Linked DNA regions of Rattus norvegicus: region 1 is linked to region 2. Evidence: chromatin contacts called from public Hi-C data. All regions are on one chromosome and are shown on one strand. Each heading gives the region's core, a stretch centred on a gene start, on an enhancer-like site or on the middle of the called end of the contact. The rest is flanking DNA. Distances are from core to core; before and after follow the strand shown.

The links. A called contact is a pair of places that touch in the nucleus more often than the background predicts.
Region 1: a Hi-C map of Schwann cells shows a contact between it and region 2, with 8 times the contacts expected there. The contact joins the enhancer-like site here to the promoter of Khdrbs2 in region 2. A contact is called at or near these places in 2 of 12 Hi-C or Micro-C datasets (Schwann cells and frontal cortex) and 1 of 1 datasets of contacts at active chromatin or transcription factors (oligodendrocytes).

What each region holds. Positions count from the first base shown.
Region 1 is chr9:42,232,055-42,237,365 of GRCr8, forward strand. The region is part of intron 6 of Khdrbs2 (KH RNA binding domain containing, signal transduction associated 2); the gene reads left to right. Among named protein-coding and RNA genes, the nearest start is that of Khdrbs2, 290 kb to the left of the region's middle. Within about 2 kb of position 1,982, at least 3 of the 93 cell types and tissues checked have an H3K27ac peak or open chromatin away from gene starts, as enhancers often do.
Region 2 is chr9:41,940,359-41,945,799 of GRCr8, forward strand. Khdrbs2 (KH RNA binding domain containing, signal transduction associated 2) reads left to right here and starts at 2,712. Exons shown (of 9, transcript NM_133318.2): 1 at 2,712-2,953. The coding sequence starts at 2,863.

The sequences.
Region 1 (5,311 bases), core at 732-3,231, 290 kb after region 2:
AAGTGGGGGCAGAACTCGACAGTGTCCACTCCTCCTCCTTAAAAAGTCCCAGTGGCAACTAAAGTTCTTTTGCACGAGAGTTCCTCCTGTGGCACACATTAGTATATTGGGCTTGCTTATAGCTTCCATGATGATGGTTTTTTGTCAATAGCATGAGTAACCCAAAAGCAGCCACACTGGAAAGTGTTCATCCAGCATCGAACGTGATTTCCTTGTAACTGCCTAAGTAGAATCCTCTTCCTCAAGTTCTCTTTAGGCTGTGTAATCAAACCAGTACCCCATGGCCCCATGCAATTACGGCAGAATTGCATATAATTGGCTACAGGGGACTGGATATTCAGGTGAGTTTCCAAGGACTCTGCCCCTTCCTTCTATGTCACCATTTAACAAGATCGCCTGGACTGTCTTTTACAAGCAGATACAGCTGGTATCATGAATGTAACAGTTACAATTAGAATGAGGGTAGGAGGGGCAGAGATCCAGGGTGGGAGGGGCAGAGATCCAGGGTTGGAGGGGCAGAGAACCAGGGTGGGCAGGGCAGAGAACCAGGGTGGAAGAAGAAAGATCAGCGTTCATTTCAGGTCCTGCTGACTGAAGGTGTTCAGCAGGAGTTATGGCTTTGCTGTAGAGATATGATGTGCACTCTGACAATGAATATTCCTAAACACTTGTAGACATTGCAAGTGCTGTATGTATTGAATAATTATAGGACTGTAGGTATTGAGTAAAAGTGAACCGCCACATAAAGTAACATTCCGTCTTTCTTAATACCTTTCAACTATGGACTTTCATAATCTGTAGATGTTTACATTTTTGTGAATTATCCAGGCACCATTGACTTTAAATAGCCAATAATCATTTGAACTTATGTTATTAAAGTATAAAATTGTCATTGTGGGAAAGTTCACGAATCTAAATTACCATGTGACATCAGACCTTAGGAATACTTGGACCAAGGAGCTAGGACACTGGCGTGAATCTTTGTCCCAACTCATCTTTGTTTTCTATGGAGAAACACTAGATTTTAGAGGGGAGAAGTATCAGCTTGGCAAACATCCACTATTTCTATAATAGCACAGCATGGGTAACAGGAAAGTCTGGGCATACACAGGTTTTCTTTTTTAATCTCTTAAATTATGTGAAAGCCTATCACTGACTATATTTTAATGTTTTTATTGTTGCTGCTAAAACTAATTGAGCGGGTGCATACAAGTTTCAAGTAACTCTGCTAAGCCTCTACTGGCAATCTGTGTAGCGCCAAACGGGATGGGATTATATGCAGGGATGCTGCTCTGGGCAGTAGTTTGAAACTATTGATTCCCCTTTAAGAGGTAAGAAAAAAAAAGTTTAAGTGTCTCAACAAAATAATAGCACCATGCTGAGGTGATGGTGAAACTCTCAAAGGAGTTCTTAACTCTCAGATAAAATTTCTCTGAAAAAAAAATGGTTCCCTCTATTATAAATCACAGTGTGAGCCAATTCCCTCCTTACACACACCTTCCCCTGCTGAGCCTCAGCCTTAAGTTTCCAGCCACACAGAATGCATGTAGGTAATCAAATCCACTCCAAGCAGCTGGTCTGACAAGAAAGCACTTACAGTAATTGAGACTGCTGTTTTAAGATCATCATTAGGGTGTGCATGCCTCTGTGTGTGTGTGTGTGTGTGTGTGTGTGTGTGTGTGTGTGTGTGTGTGTGTGTGTTTGGAGTTTCTTACATATCTTGACTTTAAATATTTTTAAGCTTCTCTTTGTTAAACTTCTTCGGAGTAGAATACACCCACTATTTACAGATCCATCATCACAGCTGAGGTAAATTAGGAAAATTGAAAATTGGATTTTAGCAAAAACTCATAGAGAAGAGAATAGTAACATAATCGGATCTCCCAGAGGCTAACCCATTGGAAGAAGTGAAGTAAAACTTTTGAAGGTACAGCCGGCTCCAATCACAGTATATTAAGTCACGCGGGCTGACGCAGATGCCACCAATGAGTTACTATTTTAGTGAGAAGAAAACAAGCTTAACGTTGGTTGTTTTCAGTCTCCAGAGGCTCTGCTATTTTCCCTCGTAACACTGGTCCTTCTCTCAGTAAAGAGCACAGCAGAATCCTTCCTAGTGATGCTCACAGAGAACAGGCACCTGCACACACACTCACACACACACACACACACACACACACACACACACACACACACACACATCCTGCACTTCATCTTCAGCCAGATGGTGACTCAGTCAATATTCAACACATCTTCCTTTTCCCTTCATGAATTCCTCCTCCAACTGCAGATAACTGGCTGGACACCTCCAGAAAACCAGTGCTAGAAATATGCCACCTACAGAGTTTGGAAAGACTTTCAGAAAATTGTACCATTCTGGGAGGGGCGAAGCTGATCCAAAAATCACCATCGTCTGTGGGTTTGCTGTGCAGGGCTCTCTACTTACTTCAATTATTAGAAGTCATCGTACCTTATTTTTTCCCAATTGTAAGATTTTACATATTCCAAAGACAGAAAACATATCTTAAATATGTCTTGCCAGTTCTTTGTAAACTACTTGGTAGCAACAAGGGCACTGGCCTACATATTATATTTTTAGAAATATTATAAATATATATGTGTCAAAGCATATATGCATACTCTGTTAATATTAAAGTGATAAGAACAGAGAAGAGCAGAAAATGCATGTCTAATTAGCAATGCCCATGTTCCAGTAAGAGGAATTGCCATTCACAGCTATGGGTGTTTGACAATGTCTCTAAGGTGAGGATAATGGGCAAACCTTTGAGAAGCAGAGGGAAGAGAATTACCATGAACAGGGAGTGGTAAAGGAAGAGCCAGGGAAAGCATCTTCAAGGCAGGCGTGGGGAATCTGAGAGAACAAGCGAGCGAGACAGCCCATTGGACAAAGCCCATTTTCCAGTGGGAAATGGGGCAGGGGAGTGGGAACAGAGGCAGTCTTTGTAACTTTCTGTGATTAAAAAAATAAAATAAAAGGAAAGAAGGAAATAAATAAAAAATAAATCTACCTGCAGCTTTCAGAAAAGATGAACTAGTTTTTGTGAGAAAAATATGATTTTTTCAATAGTTTTGGAAGAATAGAAAAGAGAACGAAAGCAACAAAAATTTAGAATTCACATTTTTAGGATTGAAAGTCAGAGCTAGAGATTACCCCCATTGGATTTTCAGCTATGTGCGTGTCTTAAAAAATAGGCCCTAATGTCCTCAAAGCATATTTCTCAAAGATTCTCTCCATTTACTCACCAATGTCAATTTTGTCTATACCCTTCTCAGATGGGTATCTATTCTTTTGATTATTTTGCGTCTTTGAGTTTTGATTTCAACACCTATGAAAAATTCTAAATACAATAACTTCTTTTTTTAAAAAAAAAGGAGAAAAGAGGGCCAGTGGAGAAGATTTGGAGAGCCTCGTTGAGACATGGCCTGGGATGTAGGGTTAGGATTAGATGTAGTTAACATGGCAAAAGAAAACTGAAGATGACACCAGTCCAGGAAGCCAGCAGATGCATATGTGTAGTGGAGCAGGGAGAAAATGAAGCCGTTTTCACAAATCCTGTGCTCTATGTGTGCGGAGAATCAGAAGTGTAGCTATTTGGCTTCCTGAAATATTCTATTTGTGGGAGCTGGGTATCACTCTTGTTCTGCTGTAGAAACCCGAGGAATGCTCTAGCACTCCACCTGGTGTCCCGACACAGTATTCACGTGCAGAGATCTGCCAGCTCTTTGAATGGCAATGCTGGCCCAGGAAGCATGTGTTTATAGGAGGTTTGAAGTCTACTGGTCAGAATCTCTCCTCTGGAAACTCTTCATATGGTTCAGCAAAGCCCTGAAGAAAGAGAGGTATACAGAAGCAGCAAAGAGTTGTAAAACACCCACATAAGAAGATCAGTGATATCACAACAATTTTTCTGTCACTGAAGATAGAAAAAAACCTCCTGTATTCTATAGAATTTTTTATTATAAAATCACGTTTATGTTAGAAGCTGATCAGAAACTATGCTTTGAACAAAAGCAGATGGGTGTGGGGTGATAACTCAATGGTAAAGCATTCATTGCTCAGGCATGTGACCCTGAGATTGGATCTCCAGGTAAAGACATAAAGCTAAGGACATAGTGCAAACATCTCCAATCCCAGGGCTTCATGGAAAGAAAGGAGGCACACTCAAGAGAATCCCTGAAACACGTGAGAGCAGCTAGCTGGCAGCCTGTGCCTCAAGCAAGGTGTAAGGCAAGGACTCATGCTCAAGACTGTCTCTGTCTCTCTCTGTCTCTGTCTCTGTCTCTGTCTCTCTCTCTCTCTGTCTCTCTCTCTCTCTCTCTCTCTCTCTCACACACACACACACACACACACACACAGGAGTAGGAATCAAGAGGGAGAAAATTTAAGGAAGGGAACTAAGATAATGTGTGGTTTTCTAATATTTCTAAAAACCACATGATCATCTCATTAGATGCTGAGAAAGCATTTGACAAAATGCAACAGCCCTTCATGTTAAAAGTCTTGGAAAGATCAAGAATTCAAGGCTCACACTTAAACACAGGAAAAGCAATATGCAGCAAACCAGTAGCCAACATCAAACTAAATGGAGAGAAACTTGAAGCAATCCCACTAAAAAATCAGGGACTTGACAAGACTGCCCTCTCTCTCCCTACTTATTCAATATAGTAATCGAAGTTCTAGCCAGAGCAATCAGACAACAAAAGGAGGTCAAAGGATAAGCTTTTCTTAAAATGCTGCTGGTTGTGATTTTTTTCAAACAAAATGCACTGGTGTTTATTTTATATCTATAATTCCGTGATTTTTTTTCTAGTAGAATGCAAACCTGTATCTTTTAAAGCTGCACAAAGGCTCAATCCGTTCCTATAGAGATAAATCTATGCAACATTTATAGAAATACGAATGTGTAGAGATAGGACAGGGAGAGGTTCTCTAAAGGAAACACTGCCTGTGCCTCCAAGGTGCACCTGCGTTTCCTTAGAATGGCTTCAGCACTGTTGAAAAGCCACTGCTTATGGAAAGTGGTCTTTTTGTAATAATTTTGAGATAAAGTGAAGATAAAGAGCATACAATTCTACAAAATTAAATATTGCTCATACATATGTGCCTATATCAACACTCATAACATGTATTCTGGTGGAGTTAATAAAACAAGTCTCCTTAGTTATTTGTAACATTTCATGCTTCTCAAACACATAGGACCATTTTTTTTAAACTACTACATATTTTCTCCAAAGGCTAATGCCCAGACATCAAAGACACATACCAAAGCACAAAAGCAAGCAGGAAGAGGAG
Region 2 (5,441 bases), core at 1,462-3,961:
TTTGTTAATCTGTCATTCTTCCTTGCTTGCTTTGTTCCTTCTTTCTTTTTCTGTTTCCTTCCTTTTTTCTCTTTCTCCTCTTTCCTTCCTTCTCTCCCTCCCTCCACCCCTCTCTCCACCCTTTCTTGTTCTCTCTTTCTTGTCCTCTTTCTTTCTTTCTTTCTTTCTTTCTTTCTTTCTTTCTCTCTCTTTCATTCCTCCCTCCCTCTCTCCTACCTTCTTTCTTTGAACGCATTTCTGTGAGTTGATGCTCCTGTGTGAGCTTAGGGGCCGGAAAAGCAACCACATCCTTCATCTAATCCTGTGAGGGACTGTCCCTCCCTCCCTATAATGTGGCTCATTATGTCTCGCTAGACCAGAAGACAGTTAGTTAGCCCTAGCGATCCTCTTGGGTCTGCCCACTGTACAGATGGCATCAGAGGGGTTTTTGACAAACTAAGCCTGCTAAGAGGGTGCAAGGAGTCCAGTCTTCCCAACAGGGGAACAAAGACTCTTGATGACTGATCAGTCTGTCCAGATTGCCATTGTGAATACATTCTGTGGCAGTGTGTTATCCAAAAGGTTGACTAAAACAATCAATGAACTACAAATGCTGTACCTTATTTAATAATGTATAATGTGTAGTTTCTACTAATGTAGCAAGATAAGCTGATTAAATTTCTTGGATGGTCATAGGATGTGTGAAGGGATTAAAAATGCAGTTTCCATATTCATCACAGAGCATATTCTATAGAATGTGTGCCTCATGCATCCTCTGGAGCATTTTTCATAATAAAGCACCTTTGAAATAATAGAACAATAAGCAAAATTGAATTTTAAATTGTCTTTCAGGACTAGAACTCAGGTTGAAAATCAATTAAGGTATGATTTGAGTCTTCCTAGCATCAGAAGAGGGACGGTTACAGTTATAATTTATTTATGTATAACCACGAATACTCTATTCAATCATAATTTATTTATAGGTTATCAATTTATTTGCATTTGTATTTATAAGATGTTCTCCACCCTAAGGTTGCTCTTAAAATATTTAATGCACAGTTTTAGTGGCCACAAACTATATGAGTCAGGGGACAACACAGTGATATGGAGTCACCTACTGGGAGCACATGGGTATGAATGTGGGGGAGGGCACCTGACCAGGGCATTTGGGTTTTGCCTTTGATTGCTCATACTCTGGAAGTGAATTAGAACAAAATTGGTTTCTAAGGGTCACTATAGCTCACTTTTATTTTATGATGGCCATCATGCACTAAATTCACAAACTATCCTAAAGATTAGGATTCGGTCTAAATCTAGTATTATTTCTGACATTTGCCATGTGTTTACGGTTCCCTTTGTCATCACTCATTAGAACAGGTCCCCACTGTGAGAGAAAACACAACACAATGTGTCTATCGCATTGTCCGGTCTCTAGACCCCTTTCAGTATGTATAACCACTAATTGGATTGATGCACAGTATATAAGTATCTAGCATATGGGAGGGTAGGGTAAACCCTGCCTCCTGAAGCTTCCTCCTGGTTAGATTTGAATTTTCTCCTCAGCTTAGGCACAGCTATGAGGTATGTTACATCAACTACAGAAGCAAAATCTGGTTATCTCTGGGCCCTTGTTGCTCAGTGTTTTTGGGAGCTGGAGTGAGTTATCTACTGGATATGAAACATGATAACTTTTCAAAATGTCACACAAAGTCAACATAATATCCCAAGTTCATCTAAAATAAACCATTACAGGAACACTGTGGATAGAATAAGAGAAGTTAGGAAACGTCCAGTAGGTTTTATATACCCGGAAAGTTACCCAGTTGAACAGGTAGAAGAATTGACAAGGGAATGTTAGGGGAAAGACAACCTCAAAGTGAGAAAAGACTCCTTTCATTTGAAGTATTTAAGGTACAATTCAGGGGTCCCATCTGTAAGGGGAGGAAACATTTTTTCCTCCTTTCTTGGTGATCCTTGGGGGCAAAATGCTCATTTGAATAAAGGTAGGGGAGATATAAAATATTTTAGCAACATTCCCAAGGCAGGGAAAGAGACTCAATCAGGTTTAAAATATGAGAACATCAGAGTGACAGAAGTTAGACACCATCTAGCTTCTTTCATTCACAATCCTCCCCGCTAAGTTTACACAGTGAGCAAATTTTCCACCACAGGGATGGGTGGATCCCTAGAACTAATTCTGTATTACGGTGATGTACACTGGAAGCGTTTTGCTCTAGTATAGAATCCAGGCACTTCTTCATTTGTACATCAGTGGACATCCTTCTGCCTCATGATGTAGGTCATGGGAAACACAGCCCACATTTTGCCTCGGATTTCCAACCCTGCCCATGAGCCTGCGATCCGCCAGGGGAGAGACACCTGTGCTGTGGGGACCCTGGTGAAGTGCTCACTTCTGTGTTCCTGGAGCGCAATTTCTCCCTCTCTCACCATCCTGCCTGCCTAACAGTCAGCCCCTACTCCACAGCACTGGCCAGGCCTGAGAACCGGGACCGCAAAGGCGGCCTGGAGAGTGCTCCTGCACTTCGTACACCCCTCCCCTCCGCAGCAGCCTCCTGCCACTCAGGCGACTCGACGTGAGGCCCCGGCCAATGATAGTCCACCGCCTCCGCGGGCGCCCCGCCCCCGGACCCCGCTTCCAATAGGAGGCTGGCGGGGGCGGGCCGCGCGGGCATCCTCTCCAGCTGAGGCCGCGGCCGGAGCCAGGCTGGGGCGCGGGAGAGGCAGGTACCAGCGCGGTCTGCGCAGCCCGAGGCGCTAGAGCTGCGCTCACCGCAGGAAGGACGGTTCCTGGGGGAACCAGGGACCGAGGCGTCCGAGCAGGCGGGATTTGCGCCTGGCCGGCCACGGTCCGAAGTCCGCGCTATGGGAGAAGAGAAATACTTGCCTGAGCTGATGGCAGAGAAGGATAGCCTTGATCCATCTTTTGTGCACGCGTCGCGCCTTCTGGCGGAAGGTAGGACCGGCCCCGGCGACCGCCAGCCCCGACAGGGCGAAGTTGGGGAGGGCGAGCGCTCCGCTGGGTAGAAACTGTCTCTGAGAGCTGCTTCCGAATGCTGGAGCGCAGCGCTGCTGGCCAGGCTCTTCCGAGGCTCAATTAGCCCTGAGGTCTAATGGCAGGGTGGTGCGACCTGTTAGGGTCCTGGACAGGGAAACCAGCAAGTGTCAGGTGGCTCATCGGTACCTTTTCACTTTGCAGAAGACAGCAAAAGCAGTACAGGAGTAAATGAGATCCGTGGAGTGTTCTGAGAGCATCTTGGTCACAGATCAGCGTTATTTATTTATTGTATTTTTTTCCTTCTATGTTTCGAAGTGATTTTAATACCCTTTAATTGCTATTTCCCCCTGGAAAGTCTTAGAATTAATCAACAGTAAAGTATGCATGTTCGTATATTTATGTGAGCATGGTAAGCAGAGGCTAAAGTGCTTATAAACGTATTCGAAACGTGATGGCTGGGTAGTATGCAAGATATTGGTTCCTCGGAACGCTCCATAATTGACCAACTGGTTTTTAAACCAGGTGTGCGTTTTCTTTTGTGTACCTGTGTTGTAGCGGAGATTCGTTTCCCAGAGGAACATCTATGTCTTGCCTTTTGCATTGCTTTGAGAGGTCGTTTGAGAAAAGGTGCACATGAAAACTTCTCCATCAGAAATATTAACCCCAATTATTCCATCTATGTGAAGCAATGGTAGCAAGTGAAGTCATCTCTGGTACCTGGTACCCTGCACTCTCCAATTTAACACGACTGCTGAATTTTTGGATGAACGTTTCGTTAGTGATGAAGTGCTTCCTCCTCAGACTGGCTACCCTGCAGCTTAGGATCTTGAGGTCTTACCCACTAGAAGAATCAGTGACATCTTTCTCTCTTCCAGCTCCTCAGCATTAAAATACATTTGAGATTTAGTTGTGCATCTTAGGAAAAAATTTACTCCTCAGATGATTCAGAGACATTAGATTTACTTTGGCATTTTTAGCGGTTGCTATTTATTATAACCCGTAATAACAAAGTATCTCGTGAAAGACTGCCAGGAAAAATGTGGAAGATTCTAAATACTCACACTGTTTTCACGGGGAGAAGCTGGCTTTGTAGTTAGGCAGTGAAATGCAACCCTGCATACCACAACCTAATAATCAAATGATAATAAATGAAACTGAAAAACTAAAGTCATGAACGACGCTCTTCTCTGCCGTTGGAGAACAACGGCTGCATATCGGAAGATATTGACTCAATAAACATGGACAGATTAAAACTGTATTCTTTGATTGTTTGCTTCACTCCGTTCTTCAGAAGTGTTTCCATTCAATGAGCAATGAAAACAGATTCATAATCTTCTCTGACCTGATAACCGGAGCTCTCTTTGGGACAGAGGGTTCAATAATTGGCCCATCGGTTATTAATGTGTATTAATTGTACTTTTAAAACTTACAGAACTAAAAGATGTAGATAAAAGCCTTACTAGAGTGAGGTGTGGTGCATATTCTTGACCAGTGAAACAGTTAAGAGACCACTAAGTATCTGCTTTCCTGCTGTTTCTTTCTTTCCCAAACACAAGGTTGCTTGAGACTTAGGAAAATTGTTCTAATGCACCTTGTAATTTAATTTTTTCCCAGCAGGGGGAAGCATGGCCTGCTTTTGTAATGGGTTATTTTAAAAAAGCTCCTGGCTAGAAAAGCATCTCACTAAGAAACAAAGAGGGTGCCTAAATTTCAGAGAATTCCTAATGAGAAAAGAGAACAAGAGGAGGAAAGAGGTGGCGGCGGTAATCCTAGAGTAGTCAGATAGTTCCATAAAAAGACGTCCAGGGCCCACATCAGTTCTGTAACTCTACCCGCCTCTTTACACATGCTCACTAGAGTGAAAGGTGAGTGTGCTTTGGAGTCTCAGCGAATCATAATGCACGTGTTGCATTATAGATTTTTTTCCATTGTCTTCTCAAAGGCTATTTGTGAAGGTTTCTAGGATCACCGTAGAGATTTTATTTCTCATACCTGGAAACGTTGCATTCGAAGGCATTGTCTATAAATAAACTTGACACACATACTCCAAGGGAAGGAAGGTGCACACTGGAGTGCACGTCAGCAGTGCTGTGCAGACAGTCTTGAGACTGAGGTGGGCAATAAAAATGATCCAGATGATTCCATTCTTTGGGATGAGTTTCTAGAAGCACTGAGCTCTCACAGTGCCTTACTTTGCCTTCTCCTTAGTGACAGACACAAACCTCTCCTCACTTGTGCCTGCTTCATTTAGTGTGCAAGGCTGTGGGCTGCAAATGACCTCTTTTGGTTGTTTTTATTGTATTTCAGTCCATTTGTTTCTGGTTTGTGTTTTCAGTAGGGGTCATATTTAAAAAAATTAAAAACAAATAATTTGTGATTTTGACTGTTAGTCATGGCAGATCTTGAATAATATGGGTTAAAGGTTTTGCATAATGCATTTGATTAA